2 separate regions of the Oryctolagus cuniculus genome follow, and region 2 is linked to region 1. Evidence: chromatin contacts called from public Micro-C data. All regions are on one chromosome and are shown on one strand. Each heading gives the region's core, a stretch centred on a gene start, on an enhancer-like site or on the middle of the called end of the contact. The rest is flanking DNA. Distances are from core to core; before and after follow the strand shown.

What was found. A called contact is a pair of places that touch in the nucleus more often than the background predicts.
Region 2: a Micro-C map of ear pinna shows a contact between it and region 1, with 7 times the contacts expected there. The contact joins the enhancer-like site here to the promoter of WWTR1 in region 1. A contact is called at or near these places in 2 of 6 Hi-C or Micro-C datasets (ear pinna and an unstated tissue).

Annotation. Positions count from the first base shown.
Region 1 is chr4:131,814,185-131,819,758 of mOryCun1.1, forward strand. It overlaps WWTR1 (WW domain containing transcription regulator 1), which reads left to right and starts at 2,881. Exons shown (of 7, transcript XM_008266317.4): 1 at 2,881-3,142; 2 at 3,523-4,003. The coding sequence starts at 3,573.
Region 2 is chr4:131,907,093-131,913,159 of mOryCun1.1, forward strand. The region is part of intron 3 of WWTR1 (WW domain containing transcription regulator 1); the gene reads left to right. Among named protein-coding and RNA genes, the nearest start is that of TM4SF4, 88 kb to the right of the region's middle. Within about 2 kb of position 4,654, at least 1 of the 8 cell types and tissues checked has an H3K27ac peak or open chromatin away from gene starts, as enhancers often do.

The sequences.
Region 1 (5,574 bases), core at 1,631-4,130:
CCTGGAGTGGCACCCCCTTCCCTCTGCTAGTCCTGGAAGAAGAGACCTTGCTGCAAGGAAAACACTCCAGTCCAGAGGCTTCTCCTGGAAGGCTTCTTTGAAGGTGCTCCCCGTGCCTGCCTTCATCTGTGACAGCCCTGACTTCTCCTGGTCTGTGAGAAACTGAATCAGAGCACAACTCCAAGCACAAACAAGGGGGACGTGACCCCTGCTCAGGATGCAACCCTTCAGGCAATGGCTCCCAAATGCTCCCACCTTTCCCAAGGCAAATCTAGGGGTGACCTTGTTTTTCCCTTTAACTCTTCTCCTTCAAGGCAACCCCAGAGTTTAATTTGGACTTTATTTCATTCTTTTAAAAAGATTTTATTTGCACAATGCAGGCCATGAGCAACGCGCAGCTATAGTCTGGGTGCACAACGGGCCGTGACCCTCTGCCTGTCCCTGGTCCTACCCATGTGACCAGTGAAGTTCATCCATGACAGCGGCGGCCGCGGGTGGAGCAGCAGGGTCTGCAGCTGACCCCTACACGTGTCCCCGAGGCTCTGAGGAAGAATGGCAGCTGTGGGCAGCCTGCTTGGGTAAGCACGGCCGTCCAGGCCCCTGGAGTACCATCAGGAGAGGGCTGCATCATCACCCTTATGCCTTGGTCACCTCCGTGGCCTCTTCCTGGCTATGAGGTCAGAGCTGCCCAGCCACGGCCTGGATCTTCTTCATGAGCCTGGAGGCATATCCCTCCCCTAGAATGTGTCACCAAGCTGTCAGGTTCCTGCGGCTGGGCAGTTCTCTGTCATGGCTGACGGGTACCAGCCGGCACTGCCTGCCCAACACCATCATGTTTGTGTGCAGCCTGCTGTGGCAGACTGCCATAAAGACGGCTGTCCCCAAGCCCCGCTGCCTGCACGCGTCCCCCTGGTGGGCTCACAGCAGCAGAGCCTCTCTCACTGGCCTACCCGCGCGCCTCTACCCCTCTACCGGGTGCTGCTGGTCAAGCAAGATGGCTCCACCATTCACATCTGCTGCAGGGAGCCACGGTGCATGCTGGTGATGCCCCTGGACCTGGACACCCTGTCTGCCAAGCAGCGCCGGGCCTGGCTCCACAAGCTTGGGGCTCAGCTCCCACCCAAGGAGGAGGACTCAGAGCTGGCCGACGACTTTGACACGGAGCATTACAGATGGGTTTGGAACAGGAAGTGAAACGTGACTTATGGCTGTCTGCTGATGTGATGAGGACTGCGGGGATGTCTGTACATGTGATGCATTCGCAAGCCAAAAAAAAATTTATTTATTTATTTATTTGAGAGGTAGAGTTACAGACAGAGAGGGGAGACATTGAGAGAGGTCTTCCATCTACTGGTTCACTCCCTAAACGGCCACAATAGCCAGAGCTGGGCAGATCCGAAGCCAGGAGCCAGGAGCTTTTTCTGGGTCTCCCAGGGACTTGGGCCATCTAATGCTGTCCCAGGCCAGAGCAGAGAGCTGGATTGGAAGTAGAGCAGCCGGGACTGGAACCGCGCTGCAGGCGGAAGCTTAGCCTACTATGCCACAGCGCTGACCCCCTTTATTTCACCCTTATAAAAATGTTGATGTACAATGTCTGCATGTAATACATTTTAATTTAGCAAACACTTTGGTAGCCTGCCCTCTGCTGTGCGGTGTTTTACAAATATTGCCTCATTTGATTTATTTAATAAACTTCAATCTGAATCAACAGGGTGGTGTGGGGGCTTTCTGGAATCTACCTCCCGGCCATCCTCCCGTTTTTCCGCAACGGAGAAGGGCAGGAGGGAGCGGAGGAATTAAGCCGCTCCGGAGGGCACGACCGCCTCCCACTTCCCGCAGCTGTCTGCCAGGTTTGACCTTCTTCCCCTGGCTAAGGGCAGGGGGTCTTCAGCCTTCGCGCAGATCCGTCGGTGGGAGGGTGGGTGGCTTTTTCCGGGTCACCGGCACCCCCTCTCTGCTCGCAGCCACCTGCTCGGGTTCCATGCCGGGACCTGGCTCCCTGGAGGGCGTCAAGGACATTCCAATCCTCCCACTACCGCGCGGATGTCACGGGGGGGGGGGGGGCGCAACTGCTCTCGCCTCGCAGCTCCCAGCTTTGACCCGCTTTCTTCTCGGCCCCTAGCGGCCCGGGCCAAGCCATCGAGGCAACCAAGGGTTGGTGAATGGTTTGGAGGCTGTTTGTTTACACCCCACCCGTGGGCGAAGCCGCATCTCCAGCGACAGCAGCACTCTATGGGGCACCGTCCGCGCTCTTTAGTAGACAATCGAAAGTCGAGCGGCCAAAATGCCTCCTCGCCAGACCAAATATGGTCACAAGCGCTAAGCAGCCTCCCGGGGAAAGGCTGGCCTTGTTGGAGTCTCCCCGCGCCGGGGCGTACCCCGGCCCGCCCTCGGGCAGCATCGTGGGTCAGCGCGGCGCTGCGGGTGCTCTGCAGGCCTGGGCGCCGGGCTCCAGGAGAAGGCGCAGCGCCCTGGACCGGCCCTTCCCCAGCCTGGGCCCCTCACCCGCCTGCCCTCCGCCACCCCCAGCCTGGGTTTCGGTCCACAACCCCTTGATTAAACAGGTTCGGGCCACTTTCCCTTTGATCCCGCCCCAAGTCGGTGGTAAACTAAAAGGAATGCAGATCCGGAGCTCCGCGGGAGAGGTCCGCGCGGGCCGGGAGGAGTGGGTGGGGGGCACCCGTCTCCTCTTACCCTGTGAAGTACTCAACACGCCCAGGGGTTTCTGGAGCCGGGGGTGGGAGGAGGAGGAAGAGGAGGGGCGAGCGGGGGCAGGCAGGCAGGCTCAGGACCTGCAGGTCATGCATAATTCAACAGCTCAACTTTCGGGCCCGCCTCTTTCCTGGGGGTGGGAGTTTGCTCCAAACTTTGTTTATGGGACAGTCCCGGAGCTGCTGCGGCCGCGCTGTCGGCGTCTCCTCCGCCTCCTTCTCGCCGAGAGCAAGCGCCTGAGGCCAGCTCGGGGGATGTGAGAGCCGAAGCCCCTGGGCTGCCAGGCACCGAGTCGGCTCGGTTTCTGCCAGTCGGGCCCCGGCTCCAGCTCCGCACGCGCGGGACGCAGCCGGGCGACCGAGGCCAGACGGCAAGTTCGGGCGGGACGGCGGCCGCCGCGCACTCGGGCTCGGCTTCGCTGCGCGCCCAGGTAGTGCCCGCTGGAACGCGCCCGCTTGCCCGGCACGGGTCCAGGGCGCCGGGCTCTTCTGCCTTCCGGAGTCGGGCTGGCGTGGGGTTGGCTCGGGGTGAGACTTCCCGGGGGCGGGCGGGGGCGGTGGGGGAGGTGGGCTGCAGAGGCTGCCGGCCGCGGAAAGCTGCGCCCTATCCTCTGCCACCAGCAGTGCAGCAACGTCCGCCATCCCCACCCTGAATCCCACCCCGCCCTTCCTTCTCCTATTCCCGGTAACTTCTTTGCTTCAAGAAAGTTGCATAATTCCCGAGGTCAGGAGGGACCCCTCCCCCACCCGGCCGAGCGGCTGGTATCCCGAGGCCGACACCGACCCGTCCTCTCCCTTCTCTTCCTCCCAGCCCGTCCTCCAACTCCGATAAGAGACTGACCTCCCTTCTCCCTGCAGAAGATGAATCCGGCCTCGGCGCCCCCTCCGCTCCCGCCGCCCGGGCAGCAAGTGATCCACGTCACGCAGGACCTCGACACGGACCTCAAAGCCCTCTTCAACTCTGTCATGAACCCCAAGCCCAGCTCGTGGCGGAAGAAGATCCTGCCCGAGTCCTTCTTCAAGGAGCCGGATTCGGGCTCGCACTCGCGCCAGTCCAGCACCGACTCGTCGGGCGGCCACCCGGGGCCCCGGCTGGCCGGCGGCGCCCAGCACGTCCGCTCACACTCGTCGCCCGCGTCCCTGCAGCTGGGCACCGGCGCGGGCGCCGCGGGCAGTCCCGCGCAGCAGCACGTACACCTCTGCCAGCGCTCCTACGACCTGACCGACGAGCCGCCGCTGCCCCCGGGCTGGGAGATGGCCTACACGGCCACTGGCCAGAAGTACTTCCTCAAGTAAGTCGACCCGGAGCCGAGGGGCACAGAATCCCCGCGTCCTCAGGGCCCGCGCGCTTTGTCGTGTGTGCGTGTGTGAGTGTGAGATGGTGCGTGTCCTCCCACGGATCTTGCCCCCTCCCAGCCCCCGAATCCCGAAGGCTGGATGTATGGACTGTCTGGGTGTGGACATACTTGTAAGGGACCAGGGGCAGAGCAGAATCTGGTAAGGTTCATTGGCGTTCTGGAAGAACCAAGGAGAAAACAAAATTGTGGCGGGGAAATGCTCACGGGACACGTCTGTACTTCGCCCTGAATCTGGAGGACTGAAACAGGTTCCCCCTAGCACAGAGCCTTCGCGCCTTGCGGGACGGAGGGGGATCCTGTGAGAGAGAGGCTGGGAGGCTCAGGGCGGGAGGGGCCGTTGGCTTCTAGGGGGAGCAAGCTGGGAAAGGGAGCAGCCGGGTGCAGCACCCATCAGGGTGACGTAATGACCACACAGCACAGTGATGTAATTAGCAACTGGGGTGAAGTCCCCGTGGGCTGGCCTAATCAATTGTGTGGAAATTGGGTCAGGAGTTTTATGAGGTTGCGCTGGGTCACCTAAAATACCATCACATCGGCAGCCTGCTGCTTCTGCCCTTAGCCTTGTTCCAGCCTTCTGTTACAATGGGTTGGAAGTTAGGTTCGAGTTTTCTAATTAGAGCCTACAGGAAAATACATTCTCAAACACTGGAGGTTATTGTTTCCGTTGTGGTACCCTACGATAATTACATTCCTGAGGAGAAACCAAGTTGGAACTTGAAATGTAGCTAGTGAGGTCATGGAGGGTCAGGCTAGCAAAGGCCTGGGTGGAAATGGTGCCAGCTGGGCCACTTGGTTCAGGATTGCCTGCACTTGATTGCACTCTCTGCCAGTGAGAAAAACTCCTCTTCCAGGAACTTGCCTTACAGTTCATTTAAACGCCTGTGTTCCTTTGGTGGAAGAGCTTTCGTTCAAAAGTTGTTCTAAAACATGATGGCCCACTTAAAAAATATTATTCAAGTCCTTCTTTGGCACTCATATGGGGCACTTTGATTGCCATGAGAGAACTCTATGCATGCACACACGCAGATGGGTGAGGTTTATTACAGCCAACTCTGGGGCTCAGACTGGTGACCAATTTTTGTTCCTTCCCCTCCAAAAGCTGTTTGACAGCTTATGCAAGGAGGAGTTCATTTTTGTTTCTGGGGTTGGTGCGGTGCTGAGATCCAGAAACAGACTTGATGGCCGTTTATTTATTCCAAAGCTGGTCTTCCTGGGGTTGAACAGTCATGTGGACAAGGAGCTCAGTGCTTTGACTTCTGCATGGCTAATGGAAGTCTGGTAGGTGATGTCAAGACATGACATTTTTCTAAATCTGATATTGTTCCCAACAATGACACTGATTCCTATAGGCTGTCCTAATCCAAAGCAGCTAGCGGCCTGTGTTACTTTTGCCCAGGCAAATGCAGTTTTGCTTATTTTATTGTGACTTTTATAGAAATGGAAGAATAATAAATATAGATAGAAGCAGACTCTATAATTTCGGGGGGTTCTTTTTGGTCTCAAAT
Region 2 (6,067 bases), core at 3,404-5,903, 95 kb after region 1:
TCCTTCTTGGTGCTATCACCCTCCTTGCCCCCTTTGCCTTGGCCTCTTTACCACATGGCTCATGACACTACTGCCCCCACCTTAGGTTGACACGGCACTGCCACCTCTGCTCCAGTTCCCTTCTTGGGAGCTCTTTGAAAGCATCACGTATGGCATGCATTTGGAGCAGTGGTTAAAATGCCACTTGGAACACCCACAACCCATATTAGAGAACTTCGGTTCAAGTCCCAGGTTCGAGTCCTCCTTCCAGCTTCCTGCTAGTGCACAGGTGATGGCCCAACTGCTTGGATCCCCACCACCCACATGGAGACCCGGATGGAGTTCCTGGCTCCCAGCCTCAGCCTGGCCCAGCCCCGGGTGTTGCGTGCATTTGGGGAGTCAACCAAGGGATGGAAGAACTCTTTTCTTTCTCTGCCTTTTAAATAAATAAAAATTAAAAGAAAGAAAAATCCCTTAGGCCTCCTGTCTTCATCCGCACACACAGGCACATAGGGCAGCTGCCCCCGTCTGTGAATTTGGTCACTGTCACACACAGGCCCAGTTGCATTAACTCCTCAGCACAGCCCCCGGAGCGACAGGATCCCCATGTTGTAGATGAGAGGAGACTTTCCCAGTCATGCAAGTCAGTACGACTTCACAATTCAGTTAACCACTGCATAGTCAACACGCAGCTCCTCTGTGGACCCTGGGGACAGTGTCACTCATCCTCCACTGCATCACCGCCTGCAGGTGTGGCCTGCAGACTTGAGGGGGTCGCATTTTCTGCCTGCTGCCTGGACACCCAGAGAGCTAAACCCCTGCCCACTGGCCATGAGCAGCAGGGGCAGCTCAGCTGCCTGCCTTTGTGGCATTCACTCCCTCCCTTGCCCCCAGGGGCTAAAATCAAAGAAGAAAAATGGGCCAATTTAAAGTTATATAAAAGAAGATGCTGTTTGCGATACCATTTCCACTTAAGATTAGATATCCTCAGACTGCTGTACCCAGGAGCTAATTTTAGGGTGTGAAAAGAATCTCCTGGTGGATTTTCAGGAATGGATAGGATAAAAATGGAAGCGGCGTTACTGGACAGTCCTCCTTCTCACTGGGGCCTAGCCAAAGTGAACGTGAACTTGGGTAGACCCCAGTTAGCTGCAAGCGCCCGTTCTTCCAGGAAGCCTGAACCTGCTGTTTCATAGCTTGGAGACTACATCGTATCTCGAAAGCAGCTGCCCTGGGGTAGACATCGTGGTGTTCCTTATCTGAAAGGTCTGGGAGAAGCACAGGTGCTTCTCCCAGTGGTTGGAAACCAGCACCTCCCAGACACCCACGCCCTGTTGGTCTCAACTGTGTGAGAGCTCAGGCAGGAAGCAGATGTCGGGGTGGCGAAGAAGATCCAGGCTAGGTGGCATTGCACCTGTTGCACGGTGACTTTGACCATGTAATGTTCAGAAAACTAGTTATTAATGTTTTCACCTTCACTTGACTCTCTTTGGAAAAAAATCTTTTATGGATATGTTTTTTAAAAAAATTCAAGCACTTCAAAGGGGCTGTCAGAAAGTAAGTCTTCATTCAATCCCCGTTTCCTTAGTCTCCCAGTTTACTTCCTGGAGCCAGGCAGTGTTTCCTGCTGTGTGTGTGTGTGTGTGTGTGTGTGCGCGTGTGCACCTAGCATTTTATACCCAGTGTTCCTCACTTTGCTTTTTTCACCTCTATAGTCATGCACATGGAGCTGCTTCATTCTTTTTAAAAGTTGCCCAGTGGTCCAGCATATTGATATGTTATAATTAGTTTATTTAACTAGTTCCTGTCCGATGGATAATTAGGCTGTTACTAGTGTGTTGCTGGTATGTATAACACTGTGGGGAATATGCTTCGTTATGCTCTTCTGTGTGCTCCTTGTAATTTTTAAAAATTGTGCAACAAGTAGGAAGTGTACTAATTAAATTAGAAAGGAACTGGAATGGTTGAAGCTTGATACTGAAGGCACATGTGATCTGCCTGTGCTTGTGTGTGCACACACACACATACACAGTCCAGTCATGTTAGTGGAGTAATCTAAAGAAGCTGTGATTGGAACTTTGTGAAACATACGTACTGTAGCTAAATAAAATACCTTGCTTTCCATATTTCTAATAAATGAGGTCAGTACATTTCTCAAGACATATATTCTTGGGTTTTTCCAACAATACTTGAATATTTGCCCATTTCAGAATATGTTGTCAGCCTACACAGAGTCACAGATGTGTCCCCAAGGATAGACATGTATCCAGGAACACCGGGGCCAGTGTTGTGCTATAGCAGGTTAAGCTGCTGCCTGCAGTGCCGGCATCACGTATGTCTGAGTCCCAGACTCAGACTGCCCTACTTCTGATCCAGCTCCCTGCTAATATGCCCGGGAAGGCAGTTGAAGATGGCCCTTGCCACCCAGTTGGGAGAACTGGAAGAAGCCCCTGGCTCCTGGCTTCAGTCTGGCCCAGCTCTGGCTCTTGTGGCCATTTGAGGGTGAACCAGCAGATGGGAGATCTCTCTTTCTCCTTTCTCTCTGTATCTTCTTCTTTCAAATAAATAAATAAATCTTAAAAAAATCAGAAATGCCAAGTTAGTTCTGAAGACCAGGATACAATTTTGAGTCCCAGGGTGGTGCTAGTAATAATGATTTACTCAGAATATTTCACTTCAACCCTCAGCTTTGCCTGTGATTCGTACTCATTATCTTTAAAAATAAAAGAGCAAGTTCCTCTCTCTCTCCTTGTGAAATCTAGAACTTTGGCACTTTTCATGAGATGTAGATGACAAGTAAGTGAACATAAGTGCTATTTTCCCTCCAATGGGAAGTACTTGTGTATATGTGAAAATGCTGTCAAAATAACATTACTATCTGATAATGAGATTAGCACCTCTTATCGCTAATTTTCAATATTTCTAGAGCTGTGTTAGCATCAGTGGTATTATTGAGCACATTCAGACATGACATAGGTGAGATATGCTTGGGGCTCGTGCTACCAGAATTTGAATCCTGGCCCTGCCAGTTACCAGCTCGGTGATTCTGCTAAGTTACTTAGTTGTGCTTCAGTTTCCCCATATGTAGAATGAAGATTCTGTGTTGTATGAGGAAATTATGAGATTGTATTTGTGAAAAACATAGGACTTTGGCCTATAATAAACTGAAGTAAATATTTATTGTATTTAACCATAATATGTTATATTTTAAGATTGTTCATCACAAAGAATTTCAAGAAAAAAATTTATTTGGGGCTTTAAGTTAGGAATACCGCATTCATTACTGCCAATGAGAACAGCGCCCTCTGGTGGAAATGCTTCGGTTTCCCCTCCCCCAAGAAACTTCTTTCTGGTAGATGCCTAGTATCTTGTCTTTTTCTAAGAGTTTTAAATGCATTCCTGAAATGTGACTTATAAATTGAGCATGTTTTAATTGTGGGAGGAGAAACCCTTCACTTAAATTCATCGTGGAGTTAGTGGCTTCATGGAAACAGATTCTTTCTGAAAGGAGATAGATTTCTTGGGCCTTTAGAGCTAAGGAATTTTCATACACTTCAATGAAGCGGGCTCTGAAAACGATTTTTGCACTTTAATTCAAATAACCGTCTCCAGCATGGTGTGGCTTTAACTGCAATTTTAGTTTTTGTGTTTGCCAAACAGGGTCTACTATAAGGCTTTACTCAGTTTGCTTCTGTCTGAGTAAACCTCTAAGTCTGAATCCAAGGCATACCCCGTGAACGGGAGAGGGAAGGAAGGCCTTACAGGATCTAAGGTAGTAAGGAGGAGTTATTATCATTTGGTAATCATGTGAGTGCTGACAGCTTGTGTAGAATAATCACTTTAAACAAAATCTTTATTTATTTTGAAAGAGTTAGAGAGAGAGAAAAAAAGAGAGAGAGGTCTTTTATCCACTGGTTCATTCTCTAAATGTCTGCAACAGTTAATGTTGGGCCAGGCTGGAGCCAGGAGCTTCATCTGGGTCTACCACATGGGTAGCAGGGCCTGAAACATTTGGACCATCTTCAAGCTGCTTTCCCAGGTGCATTAGCAGGGAGCTGGATCAGAAGTGGAGCAGCTGGGACTCGAACTGGTACCCATATGGATGCCGGTGTCCCAGGTGGCGGCTTTACCCACTATGCCACAACTCCTGCTCTAGAATATTCACTTTTTAAAAGCATTTATTTATTTATTTGAAAAGCAGAGTGATGGGGTGAGGGGTCTCCCATCTGCTTGTTCATTCTCCAAATACTTGCAACAGGCAGGGCTGGGCCAGGCCAAAGTCAGGAGCCAGGAGCTCCATCCTGGTCTCCCACGTGGGTGGCAGGGACCCAGGTACTTAAGCCATCGCTGCTGCCTCCTTGGGTGCACACTAGCAGGATGCTGGATTGACAGAGGACCTGGGACTCCAGCACGGGCACTGCTGCGCCGAACATCCCTGTCCCCTGAAATATTCTTTAACCTCACACAGAAGTTGTGAGACGATGAAGGGGAGCATGTGTCCCCGCGCTCTTGCCATCAGCCCGTGGACAGCGGGAGCTTGTCAAGAGTGTTTGTGCTTTGGCTTGCAAGAGATGAGCCTTTCCCCCACTGAGTGGTGACAGGGTCAGACCGTGCCATTTCTCAGTACGCAGATGCCACAGGCATGCCGTGACTTATGTCCCCATATTTTAGGACACTTTTACAAAGAGAAAGTGGCATGGGACTCTGCCATTCTCATGAGAATTCAGCAATCATGGGCCACACATTCACAGAGCTCTTTGTTGGAAAGAGGCCTCTAGTGGGGGTGCCAGTTATCTTCCCAGACAGTACAGGAAAAGTAAGGACTGTCTAACAAGTTCACCAGACTGCCAGCCCAAGCCAGGACAGAAACTTCGGGAAGGTGCAGCCAGAGTGTATTTTCAATACCGTCGGAATTTAAAAAAAAAAAATCACTCACACACACACACACACACACACGCACTTCCTCCTTTGAAGATGTGCCGTCTGCCAGCCGAGAGCATAAATCCTCCAGGTCTGTGTCTTGATCTGTACTTCAAATTATAAACACATGTGTGAGTTTTTAATTTTCTGGGCATGCTTTTCAAGACAAGATGGAAAATCTTGTGTGTGCTCAAGTGAGTTGGCTGCTTCTTCCCCCTAGGAAGTGCACAGAGGCAGTTAAAGGCATTGTATTTTATCAACAGCAAATAAATAGAGAAGGGATACTGCAGACCAGCGTTGCTGGAAGCATGTGGGAGGGGATCCTGAAAGTCCACTAAAACTCAGATTTAGACGTAGGTATCCTCTTCTTTCCTTTTTCCGGTGTTTTCTAATTAAATTTGTATGGTGAGTTCCTGGCAGACACATCCGGCTACTGCAATTTTTCCAGCTCCGATGTTCTGACTAGTTTTTGAACTTTGTGTTTTATGCAGCATACATTAGCCTCAAGTGCACAGGGGTATACACACGCAAACCCAGAGACTAGGGAAGAGAGAGAAACCCACGGGCGTTAAGGGGGAGGGTGCAGGTGGTAGGTGCTGGTAGAAGCGTGTGTTTATAGAAAGGAAGGAAGACTGGCTGGCACAGGAAAAGGGGAAAGGGGTCCTGTGAAAAGAGGGCTTCTCTTCACTAAAAGCAGCAGCGTTTTGTAACCACTGTAGGAAAATCAGTGCTACCTTCTCCGGGTTTGAGGAAGCTGTCTGTTGTCAGAATTCACTTCAACCAACATTATTTTTTTTAAAGATTCATTGCATTTATTTGAAACGTGCTGTTACAGAGAGGGAGAGAGAAGTCGTCCATTCATTGTTCACTTCCCAAATGGCCGCAATGGCTGGAGCTGGCCGAAACGAAGCCAGGAATTTCATCCTGGTCTCCTACGTGGGTGGGGGGGCCCGAGCACCTAGGCCATTTTCCACTGCTTTCTGAGGCGCATTAGCAGGGAGCCGGATCAGAAGTGGAGCAGCTGGGACTCGAACTGGTGCCCATATGGGATGCTTGCTGTAGGCAGAGGCTTAACCCCTTATGTCACAGCACCAGCCCCTCAACCAACATTATTGAAAACTTTTTTTTTGAGTTTTTGAGGGATTTGTTATAGTTCCTACCTTTTAAG